7 separate regions of the Mus musculus genome follow, and all the other regions are linked to region 1. A link is a contact called in public Hi-C, HiChIP or PLAC-seq and promoter capture Hi-C data. All regions are on one chromosome and are shown on one strand. The core of a region is the stretch at or near the end of the contact, and the rest is flanking DNA. Distances in the headings are between cores, read along the strand shown.

Evidence for each region. Promoter capture Hi-C pulls out the DNA fragments that hold promoters and counts their contacts. Hi-C and Micro-C count contacts between places; a contact is called where the count stands out from the background. HiChIP or PLAC-seq counts read pairs in DNA pulled down with a chosen protein or histone mark.
Region 2: a contact with region 1 is called in a promoter capture Hi-C map of pre-B cells, with 2.2 times the contacts expected there. The contact joins the promoter of Tert here to the promoter of Ice1 in region 1. A contact is called at or near these places in 3 of 39 promoter capture datasets (the 3T3-L1 cell line, hippocampal neurons and pre-B cells), 1 of 484 Hi-C or Micro-C datasets (the G1E-ER4 cell line) and 2 of 115 datasets of contacts at active chromatin or transcription factors (astrocytes and embryonic stem cells).
Region 3: a contact with region 1 is called in a Hi-C map of the G1E-ER4 cell line, with 5 times the contacts expected there. The contact joins the promoter of Clptm1l here to the promoter of Ice1 in region 1. A contact is called at or near these places in 8 of 39 promoter capture datasets (the 3T3-L1 cell line, the HPC-7 cell line, cranial neural crest and 5 more), 1 of 484 Hi-C or Micro-C datasets (the G1E-ER4 cell line) and 4 of 115 datasets of contacts at active chromatin or transcription factors (astrocytes, cardiomyocytes, extraembryonic endoderm stem cells and 1 more).
Region 4: a contact with region 1 is called in a promoter capture Hi-C map of cranial neural crest. The contact joins the promoter of Zfp85 here to the promoter of Ice1 in region 1. A contact is called at or near these places in 2 of 39 promoter capture datasets (cranial neural crest and pre-B cells) and 1 of 484 Hi-C or Micro-C datasets (CD4 T cells).
Region 5: a contact with region 1 is called in an H3K27ac HiChIP or PLAC-seq map of regulatory T cell precursor, with 15 times the contacts expected there. The contact joins the promoter of Zfp273 here to the promoter of Ice1 in region 1. A contact is called at or near these places in 2 of 39 promoter capture datasets (embryonic stem cells and pre-B cells) and 1 of 115 datasets of contacts at active chromatin or transcription factors (regulatory T cell precursor).
Region 6: a promoter capture Hi-C map of pre-B cells shows a contact between it and region 1, with 8 times the contacts expected there. The contact joins the promoter of Lpcat1 here to the promoter of Ice1 in region 1. A contact is called at or near these places in 9 of 39 promoter capture datasets (the 3T3-L1 cell line, the C10 cell line, embryonic stem cells and 4 more), 1 of 484 Hi-C or Micro-C datasets (muscle stem cells), 4 of 115 datasets of contacts at active chromatin or transcription factors (astrocytes, extraembryonic endoderm stem cells, large pre-B cells and 1 more) and 2 of 9 other capture datasets (adipose tissue and liver).
Region 7: a contact with region 1 is called in an H3K27ac HiChIP or PLAC-seq map of large pre-B cells, with 13 times the contacts expected there. The contact joins the promoter of Eprn here to the promoter of Ice1 in region 1. A contact is called at or near these places in 5 of 39 promoter capture datasets (the 3T3-L1 cell line, the C10 cell line, the HPC-7 cell line and 2 more), 8 of 484 Hi-C or Micro-C datasets (the AML12 cell line, CD4 T cells, CD8 T cells and 4 more) and 2 of 115 datasets of contacts at active chromatin or transcription factors (large pre-B cells and thymic regulatory T cells).

The regions. Positions count from the first base shown.
Region 1 is chr13:70,635,982-70,639,826 of GRCm38.p6, forward strand. It overlaps Ice1 (interactor of little elongation complex ELL subunit 1), which reads right to left and starts at 1,653. Exons shown (of 19, transcript NM_144837.3): 1 at 1,536-1,653. The coding sequence starts at 1,616.
Region 2 is chr13:73,625,200-73,629,044 of GRCm38.p6, forward strand. It overlaps Tert (telomerase reverse transcriptase), which reads left to right and starts at 1,712. Exons shown (of 16, transcript NM_009354.2): 1 at 1,712-2,049; 2 at 2,152-3,475. The coding sequence starts at 1,831. RefSeq lists a promoter at 1-1,801 and enhancers at 1,471-1,490, 1,631-1,651.
Region 3 is chr13:73,601,993-73,605,837 of GRCm38.p6, forward strand. It overlaps Clptm1l (CLPTM1-like), which reads left to right and starts at 2,010. Exons shown (of 17, transcript NM_146047.2): 1 at 2,010-2,407; 2 at 2,938-3,038. The coding sequence starts at 2,246.
Region 4 is chr13:67,753,348-67,757,192 of GRCm38.p6, forward strand. Zfp85 (zinc finger protein 85) reads right to left here and starts at 1,855. Exons shown (of 4, transcript NM_001001130.3): 1 at 1,716-1,855. The coding sequence starts at 1,721. It overlaps Zfp85os (zinc finger protein 85, opposite strand), which reads left to right. Exons shown (of 3, transcript NR_027969.1): 3 at 1,232-3,491.
Region 5 is chr13:67,811,760-67,815,604 of GRCm38.p6, forward strand. Zfp273 (zinc finger protein 273) reads left to right here and starts at 2,057. Exons shown (of 4, transcript NM_198322.3): 1 at 2,057-2,137. The coding sequence starts at 2,132. The region is part of intron 2 of 4930525G20Rik (RIKEN cDNA 4930525G20 gene); the gene reads right to left.
Region 6 is chr13:73,465,426-73,469,270 of GRCm38.p6, forward strand. Lpcat1 (lysophosphatidylcholine acyltransferase 1) reads left to right here and starts at 1,806. Exons shown (of 14, transcript NM_145376.6): 1 at 1,806-2,092. The coding sequence starts at 1,958.
Region 7 is chr13:73,345,140-73,348,984 of GRCm38.p6, forward strand. Eprn (ephemeron, early developmental lncRNA) reads right to left here and starts at 2,245. Exons shown (of 3, transcript NR_045293.1): 1 at 2,080-2,245; 2 at 1,357-1,922; 3 at 1-99.

The sequences.
Region 1 (3,845 bases), core at 403-2,902:
AGAAGCCCAAGCTCATACAACGGTGTGGGTGTATGAGAACCACACAACCAGGGCTCTTCTGGCTCTTCTGACCTCTGCAAATCCTAAATCTTCAGTCTGCTGTGGCCTCACCGGTCTTCTCAAGCACACCAGGAAAGCAACTACCCCAGGCCTTGAGGCATCCACTAGGATGTCGGGCTTCAAAGAAATCAACCGAACTCGCTCTCCTATAACCTTGTTCAAATACGATTTTTCCAAAGACCAGAAAATCTCAGCAGCCAAAAGCCTGGTCCTTACCCACTCTCCCCTCCTACTTTTGCCTGTTTGTTACCAATATGTTGCTTCTAATGTAACTTTCCTCTTCTCTTTGCGTACATTGTTATAAACTAGCAGGGGATCAAAAAATTTGAGTAAATAGGCTCAAAACACAAATATGGTCCATTAAAGAAGCGTTCCATTCAGAATCTTTTAAGGGAGGGGAGGGTTATAAGATGCCTACACGATGTGGCCTAGCTACAACATGGCTTGACTCTCCATCTTCTCTATGAGAGTGCCAAACCATTTCCTATTCTCCAAGCAACTAGAACATACGAATCGGCGCAGAGACATTGCACTTTACAATAAAAAGCAAACTTCCACAGATAGCTAGCTAGTCTGCATCCCTTATCTCGTCTCACCAACCCCGAGGCTGCCACAGGCTTTGCTCATCAAACATCAAGAAACCGTCCCACTTGTTAAAACCGATCTCCAGAGCTACTTTTCAACATTCACAACTCCCACTGCCTCAACACCACCTCACCAGAACCCCCTGACATCTTCCATTATTTCCTTCCCAACATCTAAAATCCTGTCGAGTCGTACTTGCGCACGTTCATCTTATCCGTGTCCAGGTGGTTTACCAGAATATGAACAGTGCTTAGAACACTGGGTAGAAAGGGGATGAACTGAACGGGAGCAAGGGCAAGTTCCGTTTTGCCACTGACAATAGGTGAATGGAACTCTAAGACAGAAAGCTGTGCGAGTCTCCAGCCCTGAGCACTGGGGACTATTTCTATTGCATCAGTAAAACCTAGAACCCATCTGCAGCGATCCATTGTTAAGAACAGGACATGACACTGTAACAAACTACCTAGACCCACGTATGTTTATTGGACAATTTTAATCAGACAACTAACATGCTACTTAACAAAAGCTAAGCTTGGCAGTATATTAATAGATACGTGTAAGCTAAAATGCAGTTCCGTTCCGGAATCTTGGAAGTCTAGCGACCTGGGCACGCAACATAAAACCCTTGCCTTCAAACAACAAATAATTAGGAGTGCGAGGAGGCCTTCATCACAGAGAGGAAGATTCCCTCCGCGCGTAGACAGCGTCACCCACCAACCAAACTGGGCCCTGCAAACCCTGAGTCGGGAAGACGAGGAGTCCTGAAGAGCACGCTCACTCTGTCCGCCGCCGGCATCGCAGCAGCTGAACCAATTCTGTCCGTGATTAAACAAAGCACCGGCACCCGCCCCCAAAACGGCGCAAAAGGGTCAGCCAGGGATCCTGCGTACCTGCTGCAGGGAGGCGCAGCCCTGACACCGCGCGAGGTCGGCTGGCCCGGGCGCCGCCGGGTGCGTCTCGCCGGGCATCATGGTGCTGCGGCCCGGCCTGCAGGGCGCGCGCTCAGGGGCCCGCTGCCTCGGCCCTGCTCCGCCGCCCCAGCCACCGCCAGCCTGGCCGCTTCCCGCCGGGCGCGGGCAGGTCCATGCGTGCGCCAAGGTCCCCGTGGAGCCGGCCTAGGGCTCAGACCAGCGAAGCAGCCCAGGGCACTTGAGAGCGGCGCAGCCCCGAGGGCCCAAAGCGACGACAGCACACGAGGTCCCCGCCCCACCCAGCCCCGCCCCCCGTCGGGGCTGCCCGCAGATCCGCCTGATCAAAAAGCCAGAACGAAGCGTGGTCGTACAAAAAGCAAAGCCTTAGGACACATCTTGGAAGAGATGAACAAGAGCCAGGGCCTGCCTTCACGAACTGTCTGTGCATCTGTCAGCTGCCTCATTACAGGCCCTGTGTAGACGCCTAAATCCCTTCAGCCTCCAAGGGGCGGGGGTTTTGCGATGTCATTGGCATGCCGACCACCGAAGGAGGACCCGAGCCTGGGTTTGGAAAGTGCGAACGCTTCTTGCAGAGCTACTGCACTATTCTCCCAGTAGACAGGCAGGGAGCGGAAGAAAAACTACAATTCCCGGAGTGCCTCGCAGCGGCAGGGTGAGCACCGCCTGGAGGCCAACCTCTAGGGCTCCATGCTCTGCTACTAACGTGTGGGGTGTGTCTGCACGCAGCCAACCAGACAAACCCCTTCGAGCCGGTTTCCCAGTCATCTTCACCCTTAGGCTGGAGAGGTGGAAAGAAGAAATCCTCATTCAGCTTTAAAAGCCACTTGAAATCAGGGCTTGAACTCTCGCTGACATCCTAGCATTGTATCCACTCTCCTCAGAAACTTTGTTGCCATCAGTATCTGTCTACTAGGAAGTTTCTGGCGGCTCCTCATCTTCTGGTTACAAAGTCCCAATCTCAACAACAGTGTTGCATTTATTAGTGAGGGTTCTCTAGAGTCACAGAACTTATGGGTAGACTCTATATAGTAAGGGAATTTATTGATGACTTATACTCTGTAGTCCAACTCGCCAACAATGGTCAGCAGCAGCTGTGAATGGAAGTCCAACGATCTAGCAGTTGCTCAGTTCCACAGGGCAAGCAGGCAAAGAAGAGAGAGCCTATCTTTCTTCATCTAATGTCCTTATGTAGGTCTCTAGCAGAAGATACGGCCCAAATTAAAGGTGTGTGTCACCATGCCTGGATCTGGGACTTGCTTTGTCCCAGATGACCTTGAACTCAGAGAGCTTCCAATCTTAATCTCTTGGGATTCATAGCCAGTATATGCCTCAAGATCTCCACGATAGGGGCTGGTCAGATGGCTCAGCGGGTAAGAGCACCTGACTGCTCTTCCGAAGGTCCAGAGTTCAAATCCCAGCAACCACATGGTGGCTCACAACCATCCGTAACAAGATCTGACTCCCTCTTCTGGTGTGTCTGAAGACAGCTACAGTGTACTTACATATAATAATAAATAAATCTTAAAAAAAAAATCTCCACGATAAGATCCAGGTCAGAAACTTGTATCTCCCAGCCACCAGATTAGGATCACAGGTGAGCCTTCCAATTCTGGATTGTAGTTCATTCCAGATATAGTCAAGTTGACAACCAGGAATAGCCACTATAATTTATTAAGAGGGCATCCAGACCCTGCACATCTGTCCTAAGCCTCGGGATGGAAAATGCAACTCAAAACCCTCACACCCTGTTCTGTCTTCAAGCTATCTTCTTTGACGTTGAAAGACCATATAGATACCCAGAAATAGCTGAATGCCTTGTCATTGCTATTTGCACCCAAGCAAGACAGGCCCATAACCTGACAGTCTGTGTAGAAGGTCCAGGTTTCCTCAGAGGCTGGCGAACAGAATGTGTAAGGTTACAAGAAGAACATGGGTTTTGGTTGGGTCAGAGTCAATCCCCAACTAACAAGCTAGGTCTGGCCACCCAACCTCAACAGGCCAATTAAAGGGCATACTTTATAGTTAAAAGCAGAAAAAGATATCTCCAAAGTGGTCACATTAGGAAGAAGAAAGATCCAGTAATTAAAAAAAAAAAGATTTCCCCAACCTCAGCCCTGATCCAAAGCCCATCTTCAGAATCCTGACCTGGGTTTAGGTTTAAGTAGAGAGCAGGAAGTATGCATGGGTAGTCACGGTAGCTGTGGTCCTTCCTATCATAAACCCACTATTGTGTCTGCTCTAGCTTCTGCTGAAAGGCTATCTGACAAG
Region 2 (3,845 bases), core at 462-2,961, 3.0 Mb after region 1:
ACCTCCTTCCCTGCAGGGTTTATAACCTCTACCACTGTCTGTCTCTGGGATAGCTCCTAGGGTGCAGCCCCTCCCCAAAAAGGCCTCTCCCTGGCCTCATGTCTCTAAGAACAGCTTTCTAAAGCAGGCCTGTTACACAAAGGCTCCCTTTTCCTGGCTTCATCGTTGCTGGTAGACAACTTCCACTCGTTTTCCACTTCAGTTTCTTCTACTCTGTTGTTATTTGATTCTGATGCTTGAACCCAGGGTTGTGTAGTCAGCAAGTGCTACCCCCTCCCTCCTCTTCTTTGTTTTTTTGAGGCAGGGTCTCATTTTGCCCAAGTGGACCTAAATTTCAGCATGTAGCTGGCCTGGTTTTGAATGCCTTCTCATCCTGCCTCTACTTCCCAAGAGTAGCTTACAAGTGTGCACCACCATGCCCCGCGATATTCTTATTTTTGAGACTGTTTTCTATGCTGGTTTCTTTGGGGAACTACACTAAGGTAGCTTACAAGTGTGCACCACCATGCCCCGCGATATTCTTATTTTTGAGACTGTTTTCTATGCTGGTTTCTTTGGGGAACTACACTAAGGTAGCTTCATTGTTGGCATAAATTTCTCAGTTCAGGCCCATATCTCCTAAGTAGCAGAACTAAGCAAATCTCAAACAAACCCCTCAAAAAGACTGATGTCCACTAAACGGACTTCTAAAATAGCTCCTGTAATCCTGAGCATTTACAAGGCGGCAGACCTCCTATAAGGGAGTAAATATGAAAACGCGCCTGTTCAAATGCTAGGTCGGTGGATAGAAGCAATTTCCTCAGAAAGCTGAAGGCACCAAAGGTTATATTTGTTAGCATTTCAGTGTTTGCCAAACTCAGCTACAGTAGAGATCACAGATTCCCTATTTCCCAGAGATTCAAAATTCAGCAGCCCCTCTCTAACTATGGCTCAGAGTCGTGTCATTACATATGCCCCAACAACAACCCCCACCCCTATCCTACCCCCGCCTCACACGTGCAAGTACTATCACAGTTGCCAACCTAGCAGAGCTGCCATCCTAAGGTCGAGGTCGCCGCTTTGGCTGTGTGCACAGGCAAGCGCCCTCACCCAATGGCCCTGGCCTTGCTATGGGTGCGTGAGTTGAGATGATGCTCTGGACTCTGAGGTGAAGGCCACTGGAACAGTGAAAAAAGCTAACGCAGGGCTTTTACCTAGTCCCCTTCCTTTGGTGGTGGGTGTTTACGGAACATATTTGGGATCTGAGTGTATGGTCGCACCACAATAAAGCCTTAACCTATATAGTAGAATTTCAGCTGTAATCATTAAGAACTGAGATTGCCACCACCCACCTCACTGTCTGTGTCAACCACAGCAGGCTGGAGCAGTCAGCTCAGGAACAGGCAAAACCTTAGGTCCCTCCGCCTACCTAACCTTCAATACATCAAGGATAGGCTTCTTTGCTTGCCCAAACCTCGCCCCAGTCTAGACCACCTGGGGATTCCCAGCTCAGGGCGAAAAGGAAGCCCGAGAAGCATTCTGTAGAGGGAAATCCTGCATGAGTGCGCCCCCTTTCGTTACTCCAACACATCCAGCAACCACTGAACTTGGCCGGGGAACACACCTGGTCCTCATGCACCAGCATTGTGACCATCAACGGAAAAGTACTATTGCTGCGACCCCGCCCCTTCCGCTACAACGCTTGGTCCGCCTGAATCCCGCCCCTTCCTCCGTTCCCAGCCTCATCTTTTTCGTCGTGGACTCTCAGTGGCCTGGGTCCTGGCTGTTTTCTAAGCACACCCTTGCATCTTGGTTCCCGCACGTGGGAGGCCCATCCCGGCCTTGAGCACAATGACCCGCGCTCCTCGTTGCCCCGCGGTGCGCTCTCTGCTGCGCAGCCGATACCGGGAGGTGTGGCCGCTGGCAACCTTTGTGCGGCGCCTGGGGCCCGAGGGCAGGCGGCTTGTGCAACCCGGGGACCCGAAGATCTACCGCACTTTGGTTGCCCAATGCCTAGTGTGCATGCACTGGGGCTCACAGCCTCCACCTGCCGACCTTTCCTTCCACCAGGTGGGCCTCCAGGCGGGATCCCCATGGGTCAGGGGCGGAAAGCCGGGAGGACGTGGGATAGTGCGTCTAGCTCATGTGTCAAGACCCTCTTCTCCTTACCAGGTGTCATCCCTGAAAGAGCTGGTGGCCAGGGTTGTGCAGAGACTCTGCGAGCGCAACGAGAGAAACGTGCTGGCTTTTGGCTTTGAGCTGCTTAACGAGGCCAGAGGCGGGCCTCCCATGGCCTTCACTAGTAGCGTGCGTAGCTACTTGCCCAACACTGTTATTGAGACCCTGCGTGTCAGTGGTGCATGGATGCTACTGTTGAGCCGAGTGGGCGACGACCTGCTGGTCTACCTGCTGGCACACTGTGCTCTTTATCTTCTGGTGCCCCCCAGCTGTGCCTACCAGGTGTGTGGGTCTCCCCTGTACCAAATTTGTGCCACCACGGATATCTGGCCCTCTGTGTCCGCTAGTTACAGGCCCACCCGACCCGTGGGCAGGAATTTCACTAACCTTAGGTTCTTACAACAGATCAAGAGCAGTAGTCGCCAGGAAGCACCGAAACCCCTGGCCTTGCCATCTCGAGGTACAAAGAGGCATCTGAGTCTCACCAGTACAAGTGTGCCTTCAGCTAAGAAGGCCAGATGCTATCCTGTCCCGAGAGTGGAGGAGGGACCCCACAGGCAGGTGCTACCAACCCCATCAGGCAAATCATGGGTGCCAAGTCCTGCTCGGTCCCCCGAGGTGCCTACTGCAGAGAAAGATTTGTCTTCTAAAGGAAAGGTGTCTGACCTGAGTCTCTCTGGGTCGGTGTGCTGTAAACACAAGCCCAGCTCCACATCTCTGCTGTCACCACCCCGCCAAAATGCCTTTCAGCTCAGGCCATTTATTGAGACCAGACATTTCCTTTACTCCAGGGGAGATGGCCAAGAGCGTCTAAACCCCTCATTCCTACTCAGCAACCTCCAGCCTAACTTGACTGGGGCCAGGAGACTGGTGGAGATCATCTTTCTGGGCTCAAGGCCTAGGACATCAGGACCACTCTGCAGGACACACCGTCTATCGCGTCGATACTGGCAGATGCGGCCCCTGTTCCAACAGCTGCTGGTGAACCATGCAGAGTGCCAATATGTCAGACTCCTCAGGTCACATTGCAGGTTTCGAACAGCAAACCAACAGGTGACAGATGCCTTGAACACCAGCCCACCGCACCTCATGGATTTGCTCCGCCTGCACAGCAGTCCCTGGCAGGTATATGGTTTTCTTCGGGCCTGTCTCTGCAAGGTGGTGTCTGCTAGTCTCTGGGGTACCAGGCACAATGAGCGCCGCTTCTTTAAGAACTTAAAGAAGTTCATCTCGTTGGGGAAATACGGCAAGCTATCACTGCAGGAACTGATGTGGAAGATGAAAGTAGAGGATTGCCACTGGCTCCGCAGCAGCCCGGGTGAGCATGGCTGGTCTCCAGCTGAATGCATTAGGGGCCCAGAAAAGGGAGACAATGGGTGGCAGTAACCCAGGTCCCCAGTGGTGTGGTGGCTTTATGCAGTCCGTGGTTGGATGAGTTCCATCTTATGGTCTCTGACTCCAAGCTCCCTCCAGCTCGCCTTGCACAAACTAAGATTCTTGTCCAAGCCCTGGGCAGGTTCTCAGGGCTGGGGACATTGTGGTGAACAGATAAGCAGACGGGGAGCATGGTGGATAGGAGTTCTGGCACAGTGCACCAGAGAGAGTCTGGAAGCGCTAGTGAGAGCTAATGTAAGGGCCCGTGGTTCGCCAAAGAATGATAACCCCGGACTCAAATAGTATGCCAAAGC
Region 3 (3,845 bases), core at 760-3,259, 3.0 Mb after region 1:
AATGATCCTACTCCAGCCCCAAAGGAGTTTGTAACCAAGTACCACCCCTGTCTTTGTAACCACAAACCCTGTCCCCACCTGTTCAGACGAAGCCAGTGTCCCCGTGATTCCTCCCAAGCTCTGTGCTAGGAGGTTTAGTGTCAGTCTGACACAAGTTGAAAGTCTTTTGGGAAGAGGGAACCTCAACTGAGAAAATGTCCCCACCAGATTGGTCTGTGGTACATCTTCTTGATTGATGACTAATGTGGCAGTGCCACCCGTGGGCTGTTGATCCTGGGTGCTATAGAAAAACAAGCTGAGCAAGCCATGGGAGTAAACTAGTAAGCAGCATTCCTCCATGGCTTCTGCTTCAGAACCTTCCTTGATATCCTTTAGTGATGTGGATACATAAGCATAATAAACCCTTTCCTCTCCAAATTTCTTTCAGTTATGGTGTTCATCGAAGCAATAGAAACCCTAAGATACCCTCATGCTGAAATAGGTGCTCCATTTCTGAAACCTTCTATTTAAAAGCACCATTTTTAGAAAATGCCCAATCACACTTCTGATTACACGTGTGAGAAACATGAGAATGCCGTTTTGAGAACAATGAGCTCCAAAACTTAAGTTTCTGAGGCCACCATAGAGTAAGGAGCTGGTCACTAATGAAAAGCACCAACAGCCAACAAGCTTCTGAAAACAGGAAATATCATTTTTTGCTTGATCTCTGCAGGCCATCGTCCTGGGCTGTCACAGCACTGGCCACTTCACTCTAGAAACTGTGTATACCCTAAACCAAGAAATATTTAAGAAGATTAAAATGAAGGCCAGAAGAACCTGATACTCTGTTATTCTTGCAGAGAGGAGCCTAGCATAACTGTCCTCTTAAGAGGCTCTACCCAGCAGCTGACTGAAACAGATACAGAGACCCACAGCTAAACATTAGACAGAGCTTGGGGAGTCTTATAGAAAAGTTGGAGCAAGAATTGAGATCTGGGGGGGACAGGAGTCCACAAGACCAACAGAGTCAACTAACCTGGGCCCTTGGGGGTCTCCCAAAGACTAAACCACCAACCAAAGAGCATACATGGACTGGACCTACACCCCACCCCAACACATATATAGCAGATGTGCAGCTTGGTCTTCATTCAAGTTCCCCAACAAATGGACCCGGGTCTGTCCCAGTGTTGCCTACCTGTGGATCCCGTTCCCCTAACTAGGCTGCCTTGTCTGGCCTCAGTGGGAGAGAATGTGGCCAGTCCTGCAGTGACTTGATGTGCCAGGGGTGGGTTGGTACCCAGTGGAGCCTCCCCTTCTCAGAGAAGGGGAGAGGGAGTAGGGAAGAGAGTAGGGGCTGGCATCAGGACGTAAAGTGAACAATTAATGGACTCCGATGGTTTATCTGAGTGGCCTACCCCCTTCTGAGATGAGAAGGGGAGAGGGGACAGGGGAGAGGATAAGAGGAGAGTAGGGGCTGACATCGGGATGTAAAGTGAATAAATAAATTTAAGAACCCAGATGGTTTTATCTGAATGAGTAATGGGAAGTCCGGGAAAAAGATCTTCTTGAGATATAACCTACCTTTGCATGTTAGCCAGGATTAAGATTTATATTACCGCAAAGGAACTTATTCTTCTGACAAAAGGGGCAAGTGACCTGTAAAAACTCTTTTTGACCTTTTCTGGCCATCTTGAACTGCATGTTATCAACACAGTAACCTCACACCCGAGAAATCGGTATTTGAGTTTCCTGAGTCTCCTCCGTGTTTTCTTAACTTTTGGACGCTCCCCTAGACTTTGAAGAGCCAGGATCAGGGTCGTCCCCGCCATCATCCTGGGGCGCCGCCGTAAGGCTGCACAGGGCCTTAAGAAGAGCAACGCAAAGAAAAAATTTCCAAGAACCGGGTGCCGCCAAGGTTGGTGGCGGACCTGGGCTCCCACAGGCATGCCGGGAGTACGGCGCAAGAGGCTGACGTCACGCGCGCGCGCCGGTCGTGCGGTCGTCGTGAGGTTGCGAGTGCGTGGCGGAGCGTCTGGCTCCCAGAGGGCCGTGCGCGTCCACTTCCGCCAGCTGCTCGGTTCCCGGAAGCGGTGGCCGGCAAATCCGGCCAATCCCCCAGCGCCGGGTGTGGGTTATCGGGAGCATGCGGGGCGGCCGGCGGCCCGCGCGAGGCGCGTTGGTTTCCCCGCGGCGGTGGCGGTGGCGCGCAGCGGCTCTCCCGTGAGCGGCGGGCGGCGGCGGCGCTCGGCCCGCAGGTTGCGGCGCCATGTGGAGCGGCCGCAGCTCTTTTACCAGCTTGGTGGTGGGCGTGTTCCTGGTGTACGTGGTGCATACCTGCTGGGTCATGTACGGTATCGTCTATACCCGTCCGTGCTCGGGTGACTCCAACTGCATCCAGCCCTATCTGGCCCTGCGGCCCAAACTGCAGGTGAGCGTCCGGGAGCCCTAAGAAGGCGCCTCCCGGCCGGGTGCTACCACCCACCCCCTACTGGCACTGGTCAGAGGGTTTCGGGCTACCAGTTTTGCCCCTTATCACTGATGTCACTGTCCAATGTTCTGGTTAGGTGGCAGTGAGAGCTGGAGTTGAGACTTCTCTGTTCTCTGCTGCTCTCTTGTTACCCCTTGGTGCTCTGCCCTACCCCGATTATAACTGAGATCCAGTTGCCCTACACGTGTTTCCTAACGGGACCCCAGTGGAAGTTAACAGGAGATCTCCAGCCATATGGGAGTCAGGCTGCTAGCTCTGCCCTCTTATCACCTGTGTCACTTCCTGCTTCTAGTGGGAATTCCGGACAGGTCAGCTCTACAGTTAGGTTCCTTGTTCACAGCAGTGTCACACAGGCCATCTTGCCCAAGCTCACCCTCTGAGAGGTAGCCCTCAGATTGCTACCCTCTCACAATAGTTACATGTTTTCTATCAGGACCTTTTGGCTATTCATTCTTGCTCACTCTTTCCAGCTGAGTGTTTACACCACCACACGGTCCAGCCTTGGTGCAGAGAACAATGTGGACCTGATCTTGAACGTGGAAGACTTTGATGTGGATTCCAAATTTGAAAGGTGTGGATGTGGGACAGATTGCCAGAGATGGGTTCCAGGATGTCATGGATAGCATTGTATGTAGAGTGAGGACATCCTATAGAAGCACTCCTGTCTAGGGTCTGTGTAAACAGTCAAGCTGAAAGTAACAGGTGTTTGTCACTTAGCAAGTAGCTTTTACTGCAATCTAAGGGCAGCGTGGTTTACTACAGCCCATGTAGTCTCCCAAGGAATGATACATTGGCCTACCTAGTAAGAGTAGTTAGTTCACTTGTTACTTACAAGTAAGTGACCTTTGGCATTAGAATATAAATCTCAATGCTCAGCTATATACAGTAACTTTTGGGAATTAACATGGCTTAGCATTTGACATATGATTTTAACGTGCAAAAGTTCAAATAAAATTTGTAAAATTGCTCATCCAATCAAGATCCTGTACTGCCCAACAGGTATCAAGCTCACTAGCCAACCAGTCTTTAGCTCCCACCCAGTGCATCACTGTCCATGCCTATTAGCCTGTGGCCCTAGGGTAGTTATTAACTACCCATGCCCATCCTCTTGAAATGGAGGTTGGACGTCCTGGTGCCATTCACTAGTTTTATAGGGGCAAATCCCGCCTCCTATTCATCACCCTGTGCCAGGATAGATAGTGAAACATTCATTTTAGAGCCTGGAAGAAGTTGAAGAAGCATGAGTGGTCCTGGTCCTGAGCTCCACGTCTGTTTGTACCCGCCAGAAACACCACAGCAGAATAGTCCGTAGAGACAGCACCTGTGTATTCAGAGCCCTCTTAGTTCCCCAGTGGAAACAACTCTTTTTAGAAGCTTT
Region 4 (3,845 bases), core at 605-3,104, 2.9 Mb before region 1:
GAGGTCAACACAGATGGAGAAAGGGTAGAATAAACCTGGAGGGGGTTTCAATTGGCAAGAAGAAAGGAGGTCCATACAGATGGAGAGGAAGGGCGAGATAAGGAAAACGAATACCAAACCTCATGAAATCATATTATTTTATACTTACTGAAACTTATACACTATATATTATATGCAAACTTAGACAAAAACCACAAGAGCTCTCAACCCCAGAGCTAACTCTCTAGGCCTCGTGATGTTTAACTTTTTAAGTCATTTATTTTTATTTTTGTGCATATGTTGTTGCCATCTTGTATGATGGTGCACCACATGGTTACCCTGGAGACCAGAAGATGTTATTGGTTCCCTGGAACTGCAGTTATAGACAATTATGAACCACTGTGTGCCTGGTGGGGGCTGAACAATGTTCCTTTGCTAGAGAAACAAGTGCCTCTATTTAAAAAATAAATTATTTTTGATAATCTTAGGTAGCACACGTAACCTTAAATTTGACATTTTCTTTTAAATAGGTCTGTTTGATAAATATATTAAATATAAATGTGTATATGTATATATTAAATGCATGCATGTGTGACCTGTGATATAAGCATTTTGCTGTATCACCTCTACCTTCTAAGAAACGGGATCTAAGGTACAAGAAAATGTACTTTTCACACCATAAAATGTAAAATGACATGTTCTTAGTTTCCTGAACATTAATGGCATTGACTAGAAAGTGTCCATATTATTGTAATTATAGTTAGATAATACATAGAAAATACTGGTATTATGATAATGTAGTTTAAAGCCCATGCTTCTTAGGTATAGATTTGAATGCTGTAAGTCAGTCTCCAGCACACAAATCAATTTGACTGAAGTGTGGCAAAAACAGCACAAAGGACAGAGTGAGCAAAGGCTGTATACAAAGCACGGGGTGAGCAGCTGGCTGTATACAAATGCCATGGGGAGCAGACTGTTGTATACAATCACAAGACCTTTAGTGAGCCACATTTCTTCAACCCCATCTCTCAATCTTTCCACACAATACAAATACCTGGGCAACTTATCTCTCCTTTCACAAAAGGAGTCCAAATTTCTGACATCGCAGTCTCTGGTGCAATTGTATGTGGTAATATTCTCTAGTATTTTCCACTCTGCAGTGTTGTAGGATCAGTGATAGCTGGGAAGGTACAAAGCTCAGAGTGCCCCCTCGATGAGAATTTTTTTTTTTTTTTTTTTTTGCCTCATACAGGTGTGTGAATGTGAGGGTTCTGTCACAGTGGGTAAAGGAGTGATTCCTATCCAAAGTGAGCCGCCCTGAAAACAATTTATCACAAAGAAAACGGGACGAACATCCCATACACCAAACTCCCCCGCCAGAACTCACTGTCCTGGAAACTATGAGCCACACGAACTCAAAACAAGAGTCCTGGGCCTGTCATAGAATATGGGAGGGCTCAGAAAAACCCACTTGCTCTAGATTTCCTGAGGGATCTGACAACAGCAATGTGAAAGCTAGTAACAGCAAGCTTCCCCAGCCAAGGTGCTGTGTGAGCTTTCATCACAGCCTGTCTCTGGCATGGTCAGCCAAGCCACCCCTAAGCCTAGATCTGCACTGCACATCCAAATGGGCTTCTCTCCGCCTCCTGCCCAGCCCTCCCCCGCTCCCTGCACGCCGGACCCGCCTACCCGCAGAGTTCCTGGATTTGCAAGTCTAGGCTGCACCCGGGACCAACCTTCATGTTAAGCGCGAAGAACAAGCCACACTGTCCCAACTTTGAGAACACCGCAGAGTTTGGAGAATCACAAACGTAAAAAGAACCCGGAAGCACAGAGAGCAGAGTCCTGTCTAGCGGGGTCATACAGAAAGAGAGAGAGAGACTACATTTCCCAGAAGTCTACGCGAAGGACTACCCGGAACCAAAGAAGGCAAAGAATTTAAAGCGCATGGATTGTATGTAACTGGAATTAGGCTGCTTTTAAAAATCCCAAATTTACAAAGGGCATTTTGAGAATATGAGTCCAGCCTTTAACGGTAATATGTATTAGATTTACTTCTTACTCTGATCAATGCTGTGACTTAAAAAGCTCAGGGGTTCCTAGAATCTTATGGGGGGCAGAAAAAAAATCACATTGAGTCAATTTTACTTTAAAATAACGGAGCAAGAAGCTACTTTAGGGCACACCACAAACTCTTTAGGATAGTTTTTGAAACCAAGTTTCCTGGAAATATTCTGAAATCTCAGCTACTCTGGGGTTTGAGACAGAAGAATCACAAGTCTATGTCCCAAATTACACAGTACCAAAAGAGATGGGGGCTACTCACTGGTGAAGCACTTGCCTGGAGTGAAGGAGGCCTTGGTTTAATACCCATTATGACACTAAATCAAAGAGGAAAAAAAAATAACCGAACAGATTTGATGTGTACACTGAAATCCACGGTTTGGGGCGTGGACTAGGGAACACAGATGTCTCTTACCTATAAGTCCCAGAAACCCTTTGAGATTTTCATCTGTCCTTAGTCCCCTTGTCCACACGTTCCTCCGATATCCGTGTAAACAATTTAACATTTGAGAGAGCTTCACCAGATTCTCTTTCACAATCTCATACAACTATTCACCACCAAATGTTCTTCCTGGCTCCTCTCCCAGTTAGAGGAAAACTGGTCTTGGAATCAGTATGGTGTGTGAACTGACTCCTGACCCACTATCCAACACTCATCATAAGATTTCTCTCTGTATTACTTCGGATCTGCCCTATTCAACTTCCAGTCTCTTTCTGGACTCCTTACATTACTCCCATTCATGTGGAAGTACTTAAAGGTTCTTTTGTTTTGTTTTGTTTTTTGCTTGAAGTTCACTCTATTCCCTCATCTCATAACACAGGAATGAATCTTCCTTTAATACAAAGGTATCAGAAATATGTTCCTGATCATACAGAATGAACTCATTGCAAGAAAGGGGCTGGACTGACACCACGGAGTGATGGGACTCCCTATCTCGTGTGTATGTATTCCTGTACTGGTAACATCTGAGACCCAACGATAAACCCCACGAGAGGAAAGAGTTTGTTTTCGTGCCATGGTCACTGATTCACAATGAGATTACTTCTTGGATGAGAGAGTGGGAAGATCAGATTGTTCTTTTTTTGTTTCATCACCAGAAAGAAATTGTGCTGGGTTTTATATCAATTTGACACAAGCTAAAGTCATCAGAGGAGGAAGCCTCAGTGAGAAAAAGCCTCTATATGGTTGGGCTGTGGGCAAGCCTGTAGGGCATTTCATCTTCACAATAAGTAATAGATGTAGGAGGGCCTAGGATGTTGTGGGTGGTGCCAACCTTGGGCTGGGGTCCTGGGTTCTCTAAGAATCAGGCTGAGTAAGCAACACCTCTCCATGGCCTTGCATCTGCTCCTGCTTCCAGATTCCTGCCCTGTTTGAGGTTCTGTCTTGGCTTTCTCCAATGGACAGTAGTCCAGGATATGTAAACCAAATAAACCCTCTTGTCCCCGTGATTGCTATTCTTGACACTTGACTACTTTCTGGAATTAACTGGATTCCGGAAATGGAGGATACCCTGTGAGGGATTTTTCTGCTTGGTTTGAAGTCAGTGGTTTCGCTTCTAGTCCAGTCTTTTGAGATAGGGAGGCACATGACTTTGATCCCAACCTTGAGCTGGGAAGATACACCTTTCATCTGGACCACACCGTCTTCTCAAATCCTATAAAACAATGAGTTTTAACCTGTGGGTTATGTCCCCCTTCAGGGTCGAACAATCCTTTCACAAGAGGGGAGATGACTGGGGTGGGACTCGGTTAAAGCAGGACAGAATCCATCCCGCTCCTATGTGAAGATGAGGTAGGTCCAA
Region 5 (3,845 bases), core at 807-3,306, 2.8 Mb before region 1:
TATTGCTGTGATGAAATACCATGACCATAAATCAAGTTGTGGAGGAAAGGGTTTATTTTTTTTTAGAGTTGCATATGGTAGTCTGTGGGCTTGTGTACTGTAGTCTTTCCACAGAGGTCACCCTGCTGGGTGCAAGGGTTCAAGCAAAAGTGAGAGAATGGGAGCAGGAAGGGGGAGTCATTTCCTCTGCCTCTGCTGCTGCAGCTGGATCCACCTCTGTCTTCAGCATTGCAGTCTCAGTTGCTCCATGTTACCCTACACTGAGTCAGGCCAGGCTGGTCTCACTAGCCAGCAAGGAGTGTGAGGGAGGTTCAGGTGGCATTTTGGGAGAGCAGACCTCTTGCCACACCACCTCCAGTAGGATCTGTGTTACAAGTTCCACAGACTAAGGCAATTGACCTCAAAAGGGGGAGGCCTCCTGGAACCAGTTGTTGAACTCTTCACCAGAGAAAAAATTTTGAGTCGTAGTTCTCATGTCAATCTATCTGTTTTGTTTTCTCTTATTCCTTTTCTTATTTATATGTTCCTGGTAGCCTAGGCCAAGATCTTAAGTGAGAATAATGGGTAAGAAATAATCCCTAGAGATTGGGCCACTAACATGACCTTAACCCCAGGGAAACCAACACTTTACTTTCTAAATCATTTACAAAATTATTATGATAAAAACTTTCCCAACAATAAAATTTCATATGGCTACACATGTGTCATCGGAGGTGGATTTTGGTATATGTTAAAGAAAGCCTTAATTAGGAAGAATTAAAGTAGTTTAAATTTATACACTGAAGATTATAAAAAATCAGGCACTAGATGTTAAATAATTCCATGGGGCTGGAAAGTTAGTTTAGCACTGATCATTAAAGATTTATTAACCTGCTCCTAGAAATATGCCACTAGCTTTGGACGGCAGCCCCCACTGGATACATCCTTTTAGAATTGTTATATTTTGATGATTTATGATGATGTTACCTGTTCTGTTTGCAATGCACTGAATACATGGTTTCAGAGTTGTAATGCTTGGATGATTTTTCTACTTTACTGTGCCAAATGATTTTTGTTGGTATCTGTGAATGTTTCATTTGGATGTAGTTTCTAAGAGATGTAATGTTTAGTTTTTTAATGTATAATATCTCCTGCTTGAGAGCTGCAGAATACACTCAGATTCAAACTGCCTATGTGTTTGTTTCTATTTGTCACTGTCAAAACCTTATCCACCTAGCTTCAAGGACCCTCATTCCAGGGACCCTCATACTTGACTGTGGTGCTCCGCGGCAATCTCTTATGATAGAAATCCTATGATGAGTGATGAATAGTGTGTCAAGAGTCAGTTCACTGGCCATATTGAGCCCAAGATCAGTTTTCCTCCCATTGAGAGTAGAGCCAGGAGCTGGAAGAACATCTGGTGGTGAATAGTTGTGTGAGATTGTGAAAGAGAATCCGGTAAAGCTCTGGCACAGCTCTCTCAAATATTAAATTGTTTACACGGATTAATTGAGGAACGTGTGGACAAGGGACTAAGGACAGAAGAAAATCTCAAAGGGTTTCTGGGGCTTATCGGTAAGAGATATCTGTGTTTCCTAGCCCATATCCGCCCCAAACTGTGGATTTCAGTGTACACACCAAAATTGTTCTGTTTTTTGTTTTTGTTCTCCTCTTTGATTTAGTGTCATAATGGATGTTAAACCTAGGCCTCCTTTACTCCAGGCAAGTGCTTCACCAGTGAGTAGCCCCCCATCTCTTTTGGTAGTGTGTAATTTGGGACATAGACTTGTGATTCTTCTGTCTCAAACCCCTGAGCTTTTTAAGACACAGCATTGATCAGAGTAAGAAGTAAACTTAATACACATTACTGTAAAAGGCTGCACTCATATTCGCAAATTGCCCTTTGTAAATTTGGGATTTTTAAAGGAGCCTAATTCCAGTTAAATACAATCCATGACCTATAAACCCTCTGACTTCTTTGGTTCAGGGCAGTCCTTCGCATAGACTTCTGGGAAATGTAGTTTCTCTCTGCATGACCCCGCTAGACAGGACTCTGCTCTCTGTGCTTCCGGGTTCATTTTGCATTTGTGATTCTCCAAACTCTGCGGCGTTCTCAAAGTTCGGACAGTGTGGCTTGTTCTTCGCGCTTAACATGGAGGTTGGTCCCGGGTGCAGCCTAGACTTGCAAACCTCATGAACTCTGAGGTTGGGCGGGTCCGGCGTGCAGGGAGCCGGTGAGGGCTGGGCGGGAGGCGGAGAGAAGCCCACTTGGATGTGCAATGCAGATCTAGGCTTGGCCAGAGTGCAGGGGTGGGGCGCACGCACGGTGCCAGGAGCGAATGCTCTGTTAGGACGGAGCGACTGCCAGAGTCAATCATGTGTTTCAGGGACCTGAGAGGTGGCCTGCTAGTGCAAGAATGGAGATCGGAAAGCTTGAATCCTGTCTAGTGACGTCATGATTAGAGGGACTGCATTTCCCACAAGTCTATGCGAAGATCTCCAAAAGAGCGCTATTGCCCAAGGCTTTTCAATACCTTTAGGCTACTTTTAAAATACCAGATTTAAAGAGGTTGTTGTAGGAATATGATTCCACCTTTCAATGTCACTGTGTATTGAGTTTACGTCTTACTTTGATCGATATGTTGTGACTTTAAAAGCTCAGGTGTACCTAGAATCGTATGGCAGGAGGGAAAATGCACATTGACACAATTTTACCTTATGATAATGGAGCAAGGAGCTACACTGAGACACACCACATGGCTAGAGCAGGGTGGCTTGGCTGATCGTGCGGAAGCAGGCTATGATGAGAGCGCACACAGCCCCTTGGCTGGGGAAGCTTGCTGTTACTAGCTTTCACATTGCTATTGTCAGATCCCTCAGGAAATCTAGAGCAAGTGGGTTTTTCTGAGCCCTCCCATATTCTATGACAGGCCCAGGACTCTGGTTTTGAGTTCGTGTGGCTCATAGTTTCCAGGACAGGGAGTTCTGCGGGGGAGTTTGGTGTATGGGATGTTCGTCCCGTTTTCTTTGTGATAAATTGTTAGTTTTCAGGGCGGCTCACTTTGGATAGGAATCACTCCTTTACCCACTGTGACAGAACCCTCACATTCACACACCTGTATGAGGCAAAAAAAAAACAAAAAACAAAAACAAAAACAAAAAAAACAAAAAACAAAAAACAAAAAAACAAAACCAAAACCAAAACCTCATAGAGGGGGCGCTCTGAGCTTTGTACCTTCCCAGCTATCACTGATCCTATAGTACAGACTGGAAAATACTAGAAGATATTAACTCATAAAATTGCACCAGAGACTGCGATGTAAGAAATTTGTTTTCTTGTGGAAAGATTGAGAGATGAAGTTGAAGAGCTGTGGCTCACTCATGGAACTGTGATTGTAAACAGCTGGCTGCTCATCCCGTCCTTTGTATACACGTGTCTCCTCACCCTGCCATTTGTGCTGTTTTTGCCACACCAGTCAAATTGATTTGTATGCTGGAGACTGACTTACAGCATTAAAATCTATACCTAAGAAGCATGGGTTTAAACTACATTATCGTAAATACTAGTATTTTCTATGTATTTTTTTAAGATGTATTTATTTTTATTATATGTAAGTACACTGTAGCTGTCTTCATACACTCCAGAAGAGAGAGTCAGATCTCATTATATATGGTTGTGAGCCACCATGTGGTTGCTGGGATTTGAACTTCGGACCATCGGAAGAGCAGTCAGGTACTCTTACCCACTGAGCCATCTCACCAGCCCTCTATGTATTATCTAACTATATTAAAATAATATGGACACATTCTAGTCAATGCCACTGTCATCATTTGTATATTCTTGGATCAGGGAGTGGCACCATTTG
Region 6 (3,845 bases), core at 556-3,055, 2.8 Mb after region 1:
CTCTGCCTGGCCTATTCATTTTGCTTAGATTGCAGGGCTGGGACATGGTTCCTCCCTAATCCATTCAGGGACTCATACTGTACTGTGAACCTCCTGGGGCTCTGAACAATTGATTACAATCTGGATGAAAAAACAGCTGCATCCTCTCACACCTCAGAAAGATAAACGACCAAGATCAAGGTAGAGGCAGCTCTCCCTGATGTCTCTAAGGAAGGGTCCTCCCAGCTCTCTCTCCAGCTTCAGGTGGCTGAACATCCTCAATTAGGAAAACTTGGTCTTACATGGCATCCCCCCACCCCCCATTCTGCCTTGTCTCCTCATTCAAATCTCCCATTCACAAAGACATCACTAATACTGGATGGGTCCTGACAAATCTATTAGAGTCATCATGATCACCTGCAAAAGATTTTCTTTCCACAAAATATGTGGACTTGGGTCAACACCGCTACACAGGATGTTCACAGCTTTCTATGACCCAGCTTTGAGGCTACAGAAATCCTGGCCCAGGATACCCGCAGGCTTCTTTGCTTGTAGACTTCAGGTGGCACCTGGCCCGCCTGTCTTCCTTCCTCTAAAGGTCTGTTTGTAAGCCTGATAGGCCTTTGTGCCCTGGGGTTTTCTTGACAGGGAGCTGAAGATCCTTGGATGCTACACTCTTGTGTCTGAGACTTGAACAAATGGGAATTAAAATCTAGAATCAGTGGAATCTAGGTCACAGGACAACATATCAGAACATTAAGGCCGGGTGTGATGGCGCACGCCTTTAATCCCAGCACTCGGAGGCAGAGGCAGGTGGATTTCTGAGTTCGAGGCCAGCCTGGTCTACAAAGTGAGCTCCAGGACAGCCAGGGCTAAACAGAGAAACCCTGTCTTGAAAAAAAAAAAAAAAAAAAAAAAAGAACATTAAGTTTGCTCATAGTCCTTAAGGATCTCCACAGCCTTCTTAGCCCAGAGGAAAGGCTATGTGTACTGTCGCTGCTTCATGGCTCATTTTGCAGAGGGGACAAGGGAATCTCAAGATAACGTCACGTGTCCAATACAAGATGAAGCTTTGAAGTGACAAGATCTGTGCGAGCATTTTTCTTCTAGCCAACTCCTCAAAACAGAGCCTGGTCACATTTCTGTCAGGAGTTATCAGAGGCTCTGGTCACTCTATTGTGAGAGGATGTGGTGGAGACTCTGAGAGCTCTGGTGTCCACAGGAAGTTTGGACTTTGGGGAGGTTAGACAGGAAGCCAAGGGTATCTGGAATTAGGCAGAATTTAGCTCCTTTTTCCTGTCTGGTGACTGAGGCTAGACCCTCTGTCTCCCAGTACCTGCTTGTTGAGTGTTCTATGAGCTATACAAATAAAAGCACCTGGTGTTGCTACAAAAGGCATTTCTTTAGTTTTTCAAATGTATACATTTTGATCAGAAAGCTACTTTGTATCCTATTTTAAAACAGGATACAAAGTACAAAAGGCATCCAGTGAGTCAAATGAATACATTTTAGCAGAAAGGCTATTTAGAGTCCTAGTTAATGGTGTGATACAAATTAGGGTCTCCTAGCCTATCTTCTCCCTCGATGGCGACTGATGGATTACAATGGTTAGGGGAAGGAAGCTGCCTGTGAGGACAGCGTTGCGCTGAGAAGTGGGCCTGCCCAGTTCAGTCCTGCGACCCAAAATTTAAGGTCTCCCTACACATGCAAATTCGCAGGATTCCCCTAAGTCCAGGAGCCTTAAGACGCGCAGGCGCATTCATAGCCCAGAGCGGTCTGGGCGGGGCACCCCGTTGGCCCCACCCACGTCACGCCGCCCCTCCCGCGCCTGCGCCTCCGGGCGGCCGCGCATCCTAGGCCCTCTCCCGCGCGCTCTGCTAGCTCTGCTGCTCTCGGCTCTTCTGTGCTTGGCTCGGTTCAGCTGAGCTCGGTCGGCTGAGCTCCATCTGCTCTACTCCTTGCTCAGGCGCGGGCAGCCATGAGGCTGCGGGGCCGCGGGCCGCGGGCCGCCCCCTCCTCCAGCTCTGGGGCAGGCGACGCGCGGCGCCTAGCGCCCCCGGGGCGGAACCCCTTCGTGCACGAGCTGCGACTGAGCGCCCTGCAGAAGGCCCAGGTGGGTTCTCCGCAGCGCTGCTGTACTCTATCCAGGATGCGCTCGGGATGCGGTGGGGAGGGGCTGGGCGCCGCCCGGTCCTCCGTGAGCCGCACCCCTCCCCTGCAGCACTCTTCCAACCCGCGCCAGGGTCCCGCTTCCCGCCGCCTGCGTGCACGCCGACTTACACCCTTTTGGTTTCGGTACTGGACCCTGCACTCCATCCCTTGGGCCCTGCACCCTCATCCCAGGCCTGGCCCGGGTTCCCGCCAGCAGGAGGCCTGGAGGTGGGCGGGGGTGGGGGGGTGTCCTCGCATCAGGCAGCCCCTTTCCAGCGTCTCCGCACAGCTAGGAGGCCTACTGTGTGTCTCCGTGGCCTAGTGTCGGAACCTGAATTGTCATCTGGAGCACCGGACGCGCGGGGCCCCTGGCATAACCCAATAGGATGATTTCCACATCCATGTTTGCAGATTGTTTCCTGTGTCTAGTACACTGTGTCGGTTGTTAGCGATGCTCCCTTGGGCTGCCTGTGCCCGGTATCAACTTTATACAACATAGTTCCCACGTGAGAGGGAACCTGTGCGCTGCGGCTGGCTAGTAGTGAGCGGGGACCTGGATCTAGGCACAGTTGCTATCTGTTCTTGTGGTTCTCACCGTGAGACCCGGCACGTGGGACCTTTTTTTACTCAGGGGCCAGGTCTGTGGTGCTGTGGTCACTTCTGGGACCCTTCTTTGAGTAATGAGCAGAGTTCACAGTTTCAGACTTCCGTGGTTTACAGGCAGAGTAGTATTTCCAACTGTAAGGGACCAGCTCTAGGAGGAGATGGTGTTTTTAAATGTGTAACCTATCAGACATAATATTAAGGTAAAGTCTGTTGAAATTATTACTTTCCCAAGCACCGGTTTCTGCTCAAAGCATCCAGTGGGGTTAGTTATCACCCGTAGGAATGGATGGTCAGCAGAATTGAACACGGAGAGTGTAAAGTAAAGGCCTCATATTGGCCCCCAGGTCTTGTCCTCTTTCCTGGTTGTGTCTGGAGCCTGTGAGGCTTTTCCTGAAGTCTTTGCTGCTGTCAGGTTGCTCCTCACGGCCTGGGGCTGTGCCCAGCAGGAGGGCTTAGGGTGCAGTCATATTTGAACTTTATTACTCTCAGTTTCAGTCCACAACCTCCTACCCTACAACTCTATCCCTTGTCACTTGTGGGTCTTCCTTCCTCCCGGATCTGCTGCCTGTGTGGATTTGGGACCCCTCCCAAGTCAAGTCCCTCCTGGTTCATCCTACTACATCCCACCCTAATCACCATCAACAACCCATTCCTAGTTATTCTTTCCAGTTCTGACCTTGCTAGTCTGCCTCTACCCCATCTTGGTAGGTTCCTACCCTCATCTTAATCTCCTGGTTTACCTCACACTGTTTCCACACCCCCTACTTTATGTTCCTGTCCCTTCCTGCTCTGTATGCTCTGCCTCAACTTAGTCTGGATGAAGCATCTTTCTCCCAGAAACCAAGCTCCACATTCTTTATGCATCCATGCTTGTCACGATCTTAGCACAGTTAGTCTGATTCTAGGGCTGGGTCTTTGTTGCTCAAAAGCATGTGTCCAAAGGCCGTGTCCAGAACATTAGTGTGTGTAACTGCTTGGGAGTCTACAGCCTGTGGCTAAAGAACATATTTATAAATGCCCTCAGAATTCTCTGTTGTACGTTCCCCAAAACATGCTTTGCAGAGCCTTTGCTTTTATGGAAGGCTCTGTTAAAAAGTTTCTAGAGAATG
Region 7 (3,845 bases), core at 995-3,494, 2.7 Mb after region 1:
GGCATCTTTCAAATGGTCTTGTATCTCCGTGTGGGTTGCCCATCCTCTGGACTAGAGAAACCAAGGAGACCAGACAGTAGACTCTAACCAGTGCAAATTCTGCAAAGAGGAACACAGATGGACGGACATGTTCCCTTATCTTTAAAGAAGCAGCATGGTTAATCAGAGCCTGACTCATCCTAGCAGAGGGCTTAACTGGTAAAGGAAAGACTGAAGGAAGCATAGCTCCTCCCAATTCCAAACAACCCCTGGGGACAATATCTTCAAGTCTTCTTAAACACCCAGCAGTAAAGTATAGCAATAAAATACAAAATAAAAACTAAACTAAACTTCAAAAGAGACAATAATTTAGGACACGTACAGGCCTTCCTATTAAATCCTGTGTATGGTCTACTGACACACAAGATAGGACAAACACAACCACTCCAGGTATAATACAAAGATAGGTTCTATTTATCTTTACATTTGCCTACAGATATGGCAGTATGTCATGTGAGGGCAATGCCCTTGGAGGCCAGAAGAGGGTGCCAGATCCCTGGAACTGGAGTTCGAGATGGTTATGAGCTGCCACGTGGGTACTGAACTAAGCCCTGGTCCTTTGGAAGTGCTCCTAACCACTGAACGATCTCTCTAGCCACCCCTCAAGATAGGCTTTACTTATATAAGCCTATTGATGTAGATTTATCTAAATCGGTAACAATAACCTTACTTAATTCTGTCTTTCTCACGACTTTTTCATCTGACATTTTCAGTATTCAGTGGTTAAAATCTTATCCTATCTTCCTTTTAATCTGCTCTGTCATCGGTATGATTTTGTTGTTGCTTTACAATCCAAGGGATCAGACCTTGAAGAGGAATCTCCTGGAACAAATATGGCCCTGGTTCTCCTGACTTTCGCCCTCTCTGGGACCATCAACAGTTAGAACCTTGTTATTCTCACTTTAAACTCTGTGTTTCGATCTTGTAAAGTCTGTATCTTCTAGAATATGTAACACCCTATTTGTTGCTTCTTGCTACCAAAATTATAGTCTATCCTGTGCAGATAGCTCCTTTGAGCTTGATACAATATGTAGGACTCCATTTTCTTAGGTGGGTTTCTTCTCTGCCCGATCTGGGGAACCCGACCTCTGACCCACAATCTTCTACCTGAAGAATGTCACATAGTCCTCCCTCCCCCACCCTTGCCCCAACCCCAAACTTGCCCTGCACATATCTGGAATTCCTGGAATGCCTTTCCACACAAAGGAGACATTCACAGTACTTTAAACTCCAATGAAACTTAACCCTAAGAAGAACCCCTTCCCACTATCCAGGGGTGTATGCATGCAAACCCACCCCAAATAAAGGAATACTCACAAACTAAGATTGTCTAAGAGAGCTGTTCCATTAAAATCCGGGGAGATGTCTCCCTTTGTGATTTCTTTTTGTTTCTACTTCCATTTTTAGATCCTGGATGGTTTTGTTTAATTCCTTCATCTGTTCAGTTGTGTTTTCCTGAAATTCTTTAAGGGATTTTTGTTTCCTCTTTAAAGCTTCTATTTGTTTACTTGTGTTCTCCTGTACTTCTTTAAGGGAGTTATTTATGTCCTTCTTAAAATCCTCTATCAGCATAATGAGATGTGATTTTTAAATCCATATCTTGCTTTTCCGGTGTGTTGAGGTATCCAGGACTTGCTGTGATGGGAGAACTGGGGTCTGATGCCAAGTAGCCTTGGTTTCTGTTGGTAAGGTTCTTGCGCTTGCCTTTTGCCATCTGGTTATTTCTGGTGTTGGTCTTTCTGTCTCTGGCTGGAGCTTGTCCCTCCTGTGGGCCTGCAAGCCCTGTCAGCACTCCTGGGAGACCAGCTCTCTCTGGCGGAACCTGTGTAGAGAGGGCTGTGGAACAGCCTTAGCTCCAGGCTCAGATGGCGACCAGAAGGATTCTGTCCAAGAGGGGTGTTGGGGGGGGGGAGAACCAGAAAAGGGGATAACATTTGAAATGTAAATAAAGAAAATATCTAATAAAATCCCTGGAGAAGCCCCCTCTCGGCCCCCATTCCCACCCCGGCTCTGCCCCAGCTCTTTCCCTACAGACCTCACCTCTTCTGGCCTCTGCTTCCTTCCAGCCTGGTGTGTAGCAGTGCCTAGACACCATGAGGGAAGAAATAGAGTACACATACCACACCTATTACATGGGGATTCCAGTCGATCCCTGCTGTTGAAAATCCAACTACTCCTCCCCAACCACTGAAGGTAATCTGTGATCCCTTTAGGCAGGGACTAGCCCCTCCTCTTAACGTCATGGAAGTAGTTAAAAGATTAACTGACCATCACCCTTCTGCTCCCTGAAGAGATTTTTGGACCACACCTCTCAAGGAGAAATTAGGACCTGAGAACAGGGACTGAAATGAAACATTAAGGTTAATATATGAAATGTGGCAGCCTCAGAGGAACTGGCAGCCCTTAGCCTATCTGGGCTTCATTTAACCAAGGGAACATGCTTAGAAAAGCCCCGATAGACAAAATTAGGCAAAATGGATACTATGCAACAACACAGGTGAAATGGATATTATGTAACATAATGGTTCCTATCATGGGAGCTACAGCTTTGAGATGAGTTTAAGAGGACACCATTCAGCTTCATCTTTTTTTTTATGGTAAGTAGTCTATCAGGCATGCAAGGTATGGTAGGTGTCTATGATGAGGAGAGATTCCAACGCCAGGCCAAAAAGCCTGTCTACTTTCGAACTGTTGGTCAGTGTTGTCTAAGAGCCTCCTAAAACCTCATAGGCCATTTAAGAGGACACCATTCAGCTTCATCTTTTTTTTTTTATGGTAAGTAGTCTATCAGGCATGCAAGGTATGGTAGGTGTCTATGATGAGGAGAAATTCCAACGCCAGGCCAAAAAGCCTGTCTACTTTCGAACTGTTGGTCAGTGTTGTCTAAGAGCCTCCTAAAACCTCATAGGCCGTTGCTATTTCACTTGGCTGCCTGCCAGAGGTAGAAAGTAAGTCCCCATTCCTGGAGACACCGTGCACTTCAGACACAGGACTAAAAGCACCTGAGCTGGAACTGACCTGAAAGCCTCTTTTCTGAAAACTAAACTTCATGGTACCAGAAAGGCTCCATCCCAGCTTCTAAAGGAAGACAGCAAACAATAGTCTACCCAGCTATGACACCTGTGTACCACAGTTATGATCAGAGTGGCATGATAGCCCCAAAGGTACAGGAGTGGCATCCAAATCTTGACTCTAACTGTAGTGGTTTGAACAGGTTTGGCCCCCATAGACTCACGTATCTGAGCATGCTCGGCCCAGGGAGTGGCACTATTAGGAGGTGTGGCCTCGTTGGAGTAGGTGTGGCCTTGTTGGAGGAAGTGTGTCATTGTAGGGGTGGGATTTGATACCCCTCTCCTTGATGCCTGGAAGACAGTCTTCTTCCTGGCTGCCTTCAGATCAAGATGCAGAATTCTCAGCTCCTTCTCCAACACCATGTCTGCCTGGATGCTCCAATGTATTCTGGCATGATGATAATGGACTGAACCCTGAAACTGTAAGGCAGCCCCAATTAAATGTTGTCCCTTATAAGAGTTGCCTTGGTCATGGTGTCTGTTCACAACAATGAAATCCTAAGACAGTAACCAATAGCTCTCTAGTTAGACTTAGAACCCTTTGATCTCTGGTCCTCTGGAAGATCAGTCAGTGTTCTTAACTGCTGAGCCTCTTTCCAGATCCCCAATTTTACTTTTAATTTGAGTGGCCATTTTAAACAAAAATTGACCATTTAAGTAAATAGTCTCTCTTGTCTGTGACAGCCTCACAGTTCGAGGGTTGTTGTTCTTAAGGCTTGGCATAATAGGGTAGGA